Linked DNA regions of Zea mays: region 2 is linked to region 1. A link is a contact called in public Hi-C data. All regions are on one chromosome and are shown on one strand. The core of a region is the stretch at or near the end of the contact, and the rest is flanking DNA. Distances in the headings are between cores, read along the strand shown.

Evidence for each region. Hi-C and Micro-C count contacts between places; a contact is called where the count stands out from the background.
Region 2: a contact with region 1 is called in a Hi-C map of ear, with 3 times the contacts expected there. The contact joins the promoter of LOC100283609 here to the promoter of LOC103634491 in region 1. A contact is called at or near these places in 4 of 25 Hi-C or Micro-C datasets (ear, leaf and tassel).

Annotation. Positions count from the first base shown.
Region 1 is chr1:44,342,723-44,347,379 of Zm-B73-REFERENCE-NAM-5.0, reverse strand. LOC103634491 (protein YIPF5 homolog) reads right to left here and starts at 2,507. Exons shown (of 2, transcript NM_001346983.1): 1 at 1,571-2,507. The coding sequence starts at 2,367. The coding sequence ends at 1,591. It also overlaps the pseudogene LOC103634490.
Region 2 is chr1:44,791,844-44,796,500 of Zm-B73-REFERENCE-NAM-5.0, reverse strand. It overlaps LOC100283609 (rhodanese-like family protein), which reads left to right and starts at 2,780. Exons shown (of 2, transcript NM_001156510.2): 1 at 2,780-3,280; 2 at 3,389-3,927. The coding sequence starts at 2,835. The coding sequence ends at 3,581. LOC100191466 reads left to right here. Exons shown (of 8, transcript NM_001136899.1): 4 at 1-199; 5 at 297-523; 6 at 658-775; 7 at 1,251-1,403; 8 at 1,500-2,082. The coding sequence ends at 1,640.

The DNA of each region.
Region 1 (4,657 bases), core at 1,258-3,757:
AGAGCACCCAAAGCGACAATCTTCCCTCGAGCAAGACAGCATCCCTTCCTTGAGCCAGGTACCTGATTGGCTTATTGATTACTCTGCCCTGTATTTTTCTACATGCTCCTAGCCTATTCTCTTGAGCAGGACAGCAGCATGCCAATTTGTTTATATTTGCTTTGCTTAATGCTCAGTGCTCACTTATAATGTGTCTGGAATCTTGATGGCAATTTGTTTTTTATATACCAACCTGAGCCAACATGAGCCCTATTTAACTATTTGTGTCCACTGTCCAGTTGTCCATTAATGATCAGTGTTAATTAATATTACTTTGCTACTAACACGAATTGTCTCTCCTCTGCAGTCAGTTCTTGTATGCAGGCTGCACAGGAGAAGACAACATCAAGGTATGACATGCTTCTATAGTAATGTAGCATGTGCATGGCCGTAAGGCATCGCCTCACCTTAGGCTATTACCCATCCTCATACCTACATTTAAATTTCACTCTGCAAATAGTACAATCTACAGTGTGAAACAGTGCAAAACAGTATTTTGTGACCATATAGGTGAACAGCTGGACACGGTCTTACTCGCTTATGCGTAAGGCAGTAGTTAGTCGCCACGCCTCGTTTTACCACTTTGATAACCATGCTCATATCTCATCACCAGAACATTTCTACTTAGCATATTAAACAAGCAATATAAGACCTGGCCTGAGATACATAATGGACAAAGCACACACAGATTCCTTTAGGTAACATATGAAAAGAAAAATGATAAAAACAGTTAATCATATATCAGAATTTGGAAGTACCAAGTTGTTTAGCAGCATAAAGACAATAAGTATCTTCAGCCACTAAGATAAATGGAAAGGAAATCTAATAGTTATGTTAAAGCCCTCCATGCTCAAGGTGTTAAATATTTTACTGTAAAGTGTCTTCAATGTCATTCGATTTAGAGACATCACTGGGTTCATTAAAATCAACAACTTGTCAATTTCCAGTTCTAAATGATACTTGCAGATAATATCCACCAACAATTTGTCATTCTATGAACATTATTATCACTTATAACATGTGAGCATCACTATCACACTGCTAACAATTCATTGGTTCCAATAACACTTATAGGTCACTCTTGAATGAATTACAATCATGTATTTAACTGGGTAGTGCATACTCATAACCACATTTCAGTTACAACTTACAATAATGGCAGAAACCAGAACAATATCATGGGGTAGTCAAGTTAAATCCAGATGAGGTCAACACAGCAAACATCCATCAAGTTGATATTCTATGAGGTTTCAAAGGAAAAGAACAAAAAGTAACCACCAGACTCAAATCTTGTTAAATCAAGATTGTAGTGGCCAAATGTTTGTTAATTGGTATACGATCAAATAAATTTATATATATTTTCCATTTCTCCTCACAACACAATAATTATGTATAACACCTAAATCAGAGGTAAAATGAATACCTTAGAGGTTTACACAGGAAACTATTGCTATAGTGCAACCACGAGTGCATATAACAACAATGATCAAATTAAATATTTGCAAGGTCTAGTATAGTTGTCCGACCATACCTTCCAGACCATAAATGGTATCAGAAGATGACAAGCAACGAGAAGAGCATGTAGACGAGCCAGCACGCATAAGCGATGAGCCCCCTGTGCTCGTCTCCACTGGATGCAAGCTCTGCTAGCAGCCTGGTGCAGACCCTGGCGGACCATATCACGAACGCCATCCCTACTCCAAATATGAGCCCGCCCCCGCGCGGCAGGAAGAGGGAGACAGCCGAGAAGATGACCATGGGCAGCATGCAGTAGCCGACGAGGCTAACGCATCTGTACAGATCGAGGTCCCCGCGGCGGCCGCCCGAGAGCATGGAGAAGACGAAGTAGAGGAAGAGAGACGCCACGGTGACCCAGCCGAGCACGATCCCAAAGTGGAACTTCCCCGCGAGGAGCTGGAATAGTCCAAAGGAAAGGAGGAAGAGGAACGGGCCCGACAGGTCGGCGTCGGCGTGGAGGGAGGGGTCGGCGGAGCGGAGCGGGTGGAGGATGGAGATCGTCTTCCGCCAGATCTGGCGCGTGTTGATACCGAGCTCCTCGAGGAGCGGCGGCTCGTCCTCGAAGGACGAGCCGGAACCGGCGACACCGATAGGCCCCGCGAAGAGGGGTGGCGCGGAGGAGGAGGAGGCCGCGGCAGCTGATACATCGAACGACATGAAGGGGAGCGGGTTGGCGGCGGATGAGGTGGAGGGGCGGGGCGGCGCGAACGCGGGCGGAGGGGAGGCCCCCACGCCCTGGGGAGGGTACCGGCGGTGCGTCGGTGTGGACGGCGTGAAGACCACCGGCGGCACGGGGAACTCCTTCGCCATGGCCGCGGCGATCGGGAAAGAAGCGGCGGCGAGGGTTCGAGATCTAGGTAGTTGCGGCCTTGCCGATCGAGGAGTAGACCGGTGCGCCCAACTGCGAGGGACAGCTGCGTACAGCGTACTGCGGTTTTCGGCTTTTGTTTATTTTCCTCTCATTTTCCCCCATATTTCAGCCTGTTTGGTCACACTCATTTATTCTCTATTTTACCAAACATAAGAATTTACTAGGTGTGTGCTCGTGCGTTACATCGGGAGTACACTGGGATGAGCATCGACACATATCTGATCGGATCTTATATTTCCTTGGGGGTCTGGAGAAAGTTTACTCGGAAGCCAACATGTTAAGACCTGAGCAAGTGTTACCCTTGTGCCCCATCAGCACACTGTTGCGCGCTTGTATGAGTGTTGTTAATTTGTATGTCTCGTGCATAGTCTCTCACCATCTATTCACTATAACATACATAATCCGTGTGACAAACATTATCAATATCGCACAAACTATTTTAAAATGTCAATATAGAATTTTTAATAATAGGCAAATATGTCGACAATCGTACATTAATCTAATCCTTTGAGCGCAACAAACTCTCAAGCAGGAAATGGGTTCATGTTGATCCAGTTGCTGGTCACGATCTTCACCCCATCTACGCAGATGGTTTTGCTACCTTAATGGCGTCCTCTAAGAAGCAGCACGCAGCCAACCTACAGTTCAGATCACCTCAACTTCATCACACACACCCACCGCTGGGGAAGCACCAAATGAGCATCACAAAACCAAACAGACATCTCACGCCGACCTGACAAAACTACAAAGGAGTTCCAACGCACAGTTCAAGGATGGACGCCACTCCCTGAGAACCTACAGTCGCTCAACCATCAGCACAAACAGCCAGATTTCAGACGACACCAATATCTGACACTACGCTCCGCCTTGGCTTGAAATCATGCAACCATTGCTTCATGGAGTCCACCATCTTGTCCAGCCCTATAAATTTTTTGTAGTGTAGATGGGGAAAGACTTTTCCGTAGCCATTGTATTCCGATTTCTCTAAATGGTCCACACCATAGCCATTAACAGGAGTCAACTTTGTTTACGAGTACCCATACATTTCATGAATTCATGCTTATAAAACAAGTCCTCTATATAAAAAGTAACAATATCCCAATTAAAAATCTAGCTCCAGCATTTCCGTATAAACTTTGACAGGACACATCTAAAGAAAATGTGATTGATAGACTCCATATCCTGATAGAGAACACAACGGCTACTCTCCTTCCATCCCCTCTTTTTTAAAACAATAGTAGCCTGCACTTTCCTATTGTATCATTGTCAAAGAAAAATCTTAATTTTCAAAGGCAACTCACACTTCAGATGGTTTTAAGCACATTATTCCTTACACCTCCATCAGTTCTAAACTTATATAACGAATTAACAGTAAAGTTCTTAGAGCTGTCCAAACTCCAGAGCACTACATCCCTCTCAAGTTGCATGACCTGCTCTTGTAGATCCGCTTGAAGCTCTGCCCACATGTTAAGATCCTTAGCTAAGAGAGGACGCTGAATCTCCACGCTCCAATCCTCCTCATCATAGCACTCATATACAAGAACATCCTTTTTTTTAGATAAACCCTACATACTGTTATAATGCTGATGTTGATTATTACAGACAATTCTTGGCTCCATTCCAATGTTGAAAGAATTTCTGAACCGCAAGAAATGTGACAAAATTATTTGACGGTCTCAAACCGTGTTAAACACCCCAAATAAGTTCGAGGTGCTGCCAGTTAACCTCTTAAAGCTAAAGCTCCTCTCATATGTGACAAAAAAATATTAGGATGACAAAACAATCAGAAGGAAGAATCACATCCGTTTCTCAGATGTGATCACAGACTGCGTTTGTAAACTCTGATGTCGATGCCTTTCCACCAAGATCAGCAGTCCTGTACTTGCCCTCGGCGATGGTCTGGAGGATGGCGTTGTGGATCCGGTCTGCTTTGTCGTTGAATTGCATGTGGCGCAACAACATGACAGCACTCAGCATAAGAGCAGTCGGGTTCGCAAGGTTCTTGCCAGCAATATCAGGAGCAGAACCATGAACAGCTTCAGCCAGACAAATGCCACCTTCACCAATATTGCAACTGGGTGTTAGGCCCAAGCCCCCGATCAAACCAGCACATAGATCACATGTCACCATAGAGATTTGGCATCACTAATACGTCAAAAAGACCAGGATTCTTCACAAGCGTCATACAGCAATTGTCAATGATGACCTCCTCGTATTGAATTTCAGGGT
Region 2 (4,657 bases), core at 1,531-4,030, 450 kb before region 1:
TCAAGAATTTCCTTCACCTGAAGCTCTAAAGGGGCGTGTCATGCTGTCAACAAAACCCCCAAAGGAGTATCTCGAAGCAAAGGGTGACACCATGAAGGAGAAAGAAATTGAGGCCCGGATTAAAAGGGGAGAAAGGGAAGCAGCAGCATGGGGAGTAGAAGTTCCAGATATTCAGGATGAGATGCAAGTCGCCGACAAGGCATGGATCTTAAATTGTGCTGCATTTTACGTTTCTTTTACTTACCCTGCAAGTTCTGGTCATCAGTATTTACTACATGGTGCTCTGGCACTAGCAGGATGAAGATGAGCTATTATACCGCGAAAGAGGTGCAGATGGCGATGATGGGAAGGAAACAAAGCATGTTGCAGCAGAGTACAAACACCTCATCACTATCAAGGCAGGAAAGCCAAAGGGTCCTCTCGTGGATGCCATAAAGAACGATCCAGACAAAGTTAGGCGACTCAGTTTGAGCGAGCAAGAGCTTGCAAAAGTTGCAGCACATCATGGTCCCAACATTGTGAGGTTTGTTTGCCAAAAATATTTTGATTGTTCACCAACGTTGGAGGAGATATGACATAAATACTGTCATAACTCCTTAGCTGCCCACTTTTTTTTCTCTCTCTTACTGAAGAGCTCTTCCTGTGTTTTCCAAGCAGTTTCACGCATAGAAATATGCTGAGAATATACCCAAAGGGAACCCGCTTCAATTCATCCAACTATAATCCATTTCTTGGCTGGGTGCATGGTGCTCAAATGGTGGCATTCAATATGCAGGTCTGGCTGTAATCTGAACACCATATTCTGCCATTCTGGCCTGATTGAACTCCAATATTTCCCACCTTTCATGTAGGGTTTGGATCAATATTCGCTTTACCACATTTGTTCTGTAATCTTGTTTCTAATCAAGTTTTATTTTACCACTAAGATCATATCTTGGTTGCTAAGTTGACGCACATTCTTTCTTTTTAGCAAACCATTGTGGCCATGTTCGGTTGCAAGAGGACTGGAGGGGATTGAAGGAGATTAAATCCCCTTCTATTTAATTTTGACTAGGAAGAGATTTAATCCTCTCCAATCTCTTCAATCCCTACGTAACCGAACAAGTTCTGAAAGGAACCTGATTAATTAGTTTAGAACTGTAACATAAGCAGAATGCCAGAATTAGTTGTGTTATATCTTCCCTGCACTTAAGCATGTGTAGAAGCTGCCTAATGTCATGAATATCCTATATGTCCATTTTTTCCTCCAGGGATATGGAAGAGCACTTTGGTTAATGCATGGTTTTTATAAAGCCAATGGCGGTTGCGGTTACGTGAAAAAACCAGATTTCTTGATGCAAACTTGTCCAGATGGAAAGGTGTTTGATTCGAAGGCAGATTTGCCGGTGAAGGCAACATTGAAGGTAGATGGTGTGTTTCTTCCTCTCTCTCTCTCTCTTTTTTTTTAAAAAAAATTTCTTTGGGTTTCAGAAATGGGTTGATTCGGTAGCGGTTTGCAGGTCAAGGTGTACATGGGGGAAGGTTGGCAAAAGGACTTCAAGCAGACACATTTCGACTCATACTCACCTCCAGATTTTTATGTAAAGGTCTGTTCACTCGTTGAGCCCGTGCCAACGTTTAGAAGTCAGCGATGCCTATAGATCGTCCGAAGCAGTCACGCCAGGACTGGAACATGAGGGCGCATCGCTAATTTGGTTCGGTTCGCCAACAGGTTGGCATCGCCGGAGTTCCATTAGACTCGGTGATGAGAAAGACGAAAGCCGTGGAGGACAGCTGGGTGCCGGTGTGGGAGGAAGAGTTCGCCTTCCCGCTGACCGTACCTGAGATCGCGGTACTCCGCGTGGAGGTGCACGAGCAGGACGTGAACGAAGACGACTTCGGCGGGCAGACGGCGCTGCCTGTGGCGGAGCTGCGGCCAGGGATCCGCGCCGTGCCGCTGTTCGACCACAAGGGGCTCAAGTTCAAGAGCGTCAAGGTCCTCATGAGCTTCGAGTTCGCGTAGCGTCCCGCAGCGTAAAGCGATTATGCTGTCATGTGCGTCGATCGATGTTTGTTTGCAATAAGAATCGACTTTTTTTCCTCTGTTATTAGGAGTCCCATGCCGGGTTTTTTTTGTACAGATGCATTTCCGCTAACTATGTACAAACGGGTCACCTGACACGAACCCAGCCAAAGCACGGTCCATTTGCATCAGGGCAGCCACGACACGACGTGCCACTAGACCGTGCGGAGCTGGGTTCCGTACCTGTCTAACGGTCCAGACATGGCTTGCTGGGTCGTTTTCCGTGGCGATTTAGCCTAATGAGCATGGGCTTTTTGGCGGGCCGGACCGATTCAAAGCCCACGAAGAACGAGAGATGGCCCGTGATGGAGCTTAGGGGTCGAGCACGGGGCTGCGGAGCTGTCGGTGTCGGAGGCCGTGCAGAGGAGTTCTAGCGATACCAGCGTCCTCTCGGCTGTGGCCCCCACTAGCTAGGACGCAAATCAACGAGCGGAGATCTCGTCGAGCCCCGCCTCATCTATTAAGACGGATCGTACGGCCATGAGATGCAGATAGGGGTGGTAATGGATCGTGATCCAAATAGTTCTTCACAAAATGTCAAGGCCCTAAATAAATTATAGTTCAAAAATGACTAGAAATAAAGCCCGATCCTAACCCGCTTCGATCCTTAAATCTTATAGTGCAAAAAGTATAGCCCATTGTCAGCCCTAGATGCAGTGTGCAGTGTACCGACGGTGCGGATTGGACCTGAAATATCATCCAGATAAGAGTGACATGGAAACGAACGCGACTGAGCGAGGCCTCAATTGACAAGCAGCAAGTGGAAGTGGGCATGGCTATGGGTGCTGCGGCGGCCGCATCCACCTGCACCAGGCCCGCGTCCCCTGGCCTGGCCCGACGTCGCGTCAGGGCGCAGGCGACGTCGTCGTGGGCCGGAGGCGCCGAGGCGCTGGTGCGGTCGGGCGCGGTGAGGGCCGTGCGGCCGAGGGACGCTGCGGAGGCGCTGGGCGGCGAGGGGTTCCGCCTGCTGGACGTCCGGCCGGAGTGGGAGCGCGCCCGCGCCAGCGTGCGGGGCTCGGTGCACGTGCCGCTGTTCGTGGGGGACGACGACATGGGCCCCGTGACGCTGCTGAAGAAGTGGGTCCACTTGGGCTACATCGGGCTCTGGACCGGCCAGGCCTTCACCAAGATGAACGAGCGCTTCGTCGACGACGTCGCCGCCGCCGTCGACGGCAGCAAGGACGCCAAGCTTCTCGTCGCTTGTGGCGAAGGCCTCAGGTAAAATGACAAGACTACGCATTAATTCTTCACAAGCTAGGTCGTGCGTGCAACAAGTTACAAGTTACTACTCATTTCGTTCGTGGTGTTCAAATTTCAACTCACAAGGTCGTTGATCGCGGTGAGGATGCTGCACGACGACGGGTACAGGAACCTGGCGTGGCTCGCCGGCGGGTTCAGCAAGTGCGCGGACGGCGATTTCGCAGATGTGGAGGGGGAGAGCAAGCTGCAGTACGCCACCATCGGGGGCGCGTCCTACATCTTCCTCCAGATCCTGCTGTTTCTGGGAGTGGTGAAATGATCCGTTCGATCGATGTTGTTATGACTTCCTCGGCCGTTCGATCTGGTCTGTTTTGCTTTTTGCTAGTACTACCGTTGTCAGATGTTGTACTGCATTGCATATGCGAACAGCATGTCGGTGGCAGTGGTAGAGCTACTGAGCTAGGCGCGCACACATTTGACATTCCTATCTCGTCCCTCTCGTGTTCAGGACCCTTAATGTACATGTTCAGGACCCTTAAGGCAATCGGCTCTTAATTTGATTTGCGGCCCCTAATGTACATGTTCAGGACCGGTCGTAGGCCCCTAACGTGCATGCACGGCTGAGAAGTGAGAAACAAAAAGAAATGAGCATTGCAAGTTGTGTTTTTATACCATGGAAAGGCACTGCAGGTTACAGAGGTTGAACCTTTATATATATTTTTATTGAAACTACCTAGATTGGATCCGAATTCCTCGAATTCCTGAGGGGATTTAGGATGTGTATGGTTGATTTCTAACGGAACAGGATATTTAGGATGCTCCCACTCCACCAAAATGATCAGACGCGAACACGCTCCTCCCTCTTCTCCATCCACACTCATATGACACTTCAACCAAACAATGAACAACGTGGTGTGAGCGAATCGTCACCAAGGCAAGCTGGGAGCAAGTCTGTACCAAGGAAAGCATGTGCCGGACAAGAAATAGGTCCAAGCGGGCCTCGACGAAGCAACATGCACAGGAAGGAAAATGCCAAGGTGGTTGGGCCAGATTGGGTGAACACAATAGAGTAGAGGAAGCATATATGCCGGTAGAAACGAGAGAGAGGGTTATGCATGTATCAAATATTATTCTCCTACTTCTCCAAGGTGCTGTTTGGTTCAAGAAATGTAAAGCAAATGGTAATGGTAATGGTTTACGCTCGATTACTGGCGGTAACAAATTTGAATAGGCTGGTATCAATTTTTAGTGTGGTATCTTATTACAGTTGGACTAAAACAAACATGATTTAACGTTTTCAGTTACCCATTACGTTACAAATATGTGAACCAAACGACACCCAAGTCTCTCCTACGCCCCTTCTCATCTACTCTGGAACTGTAATAATTCGTACAC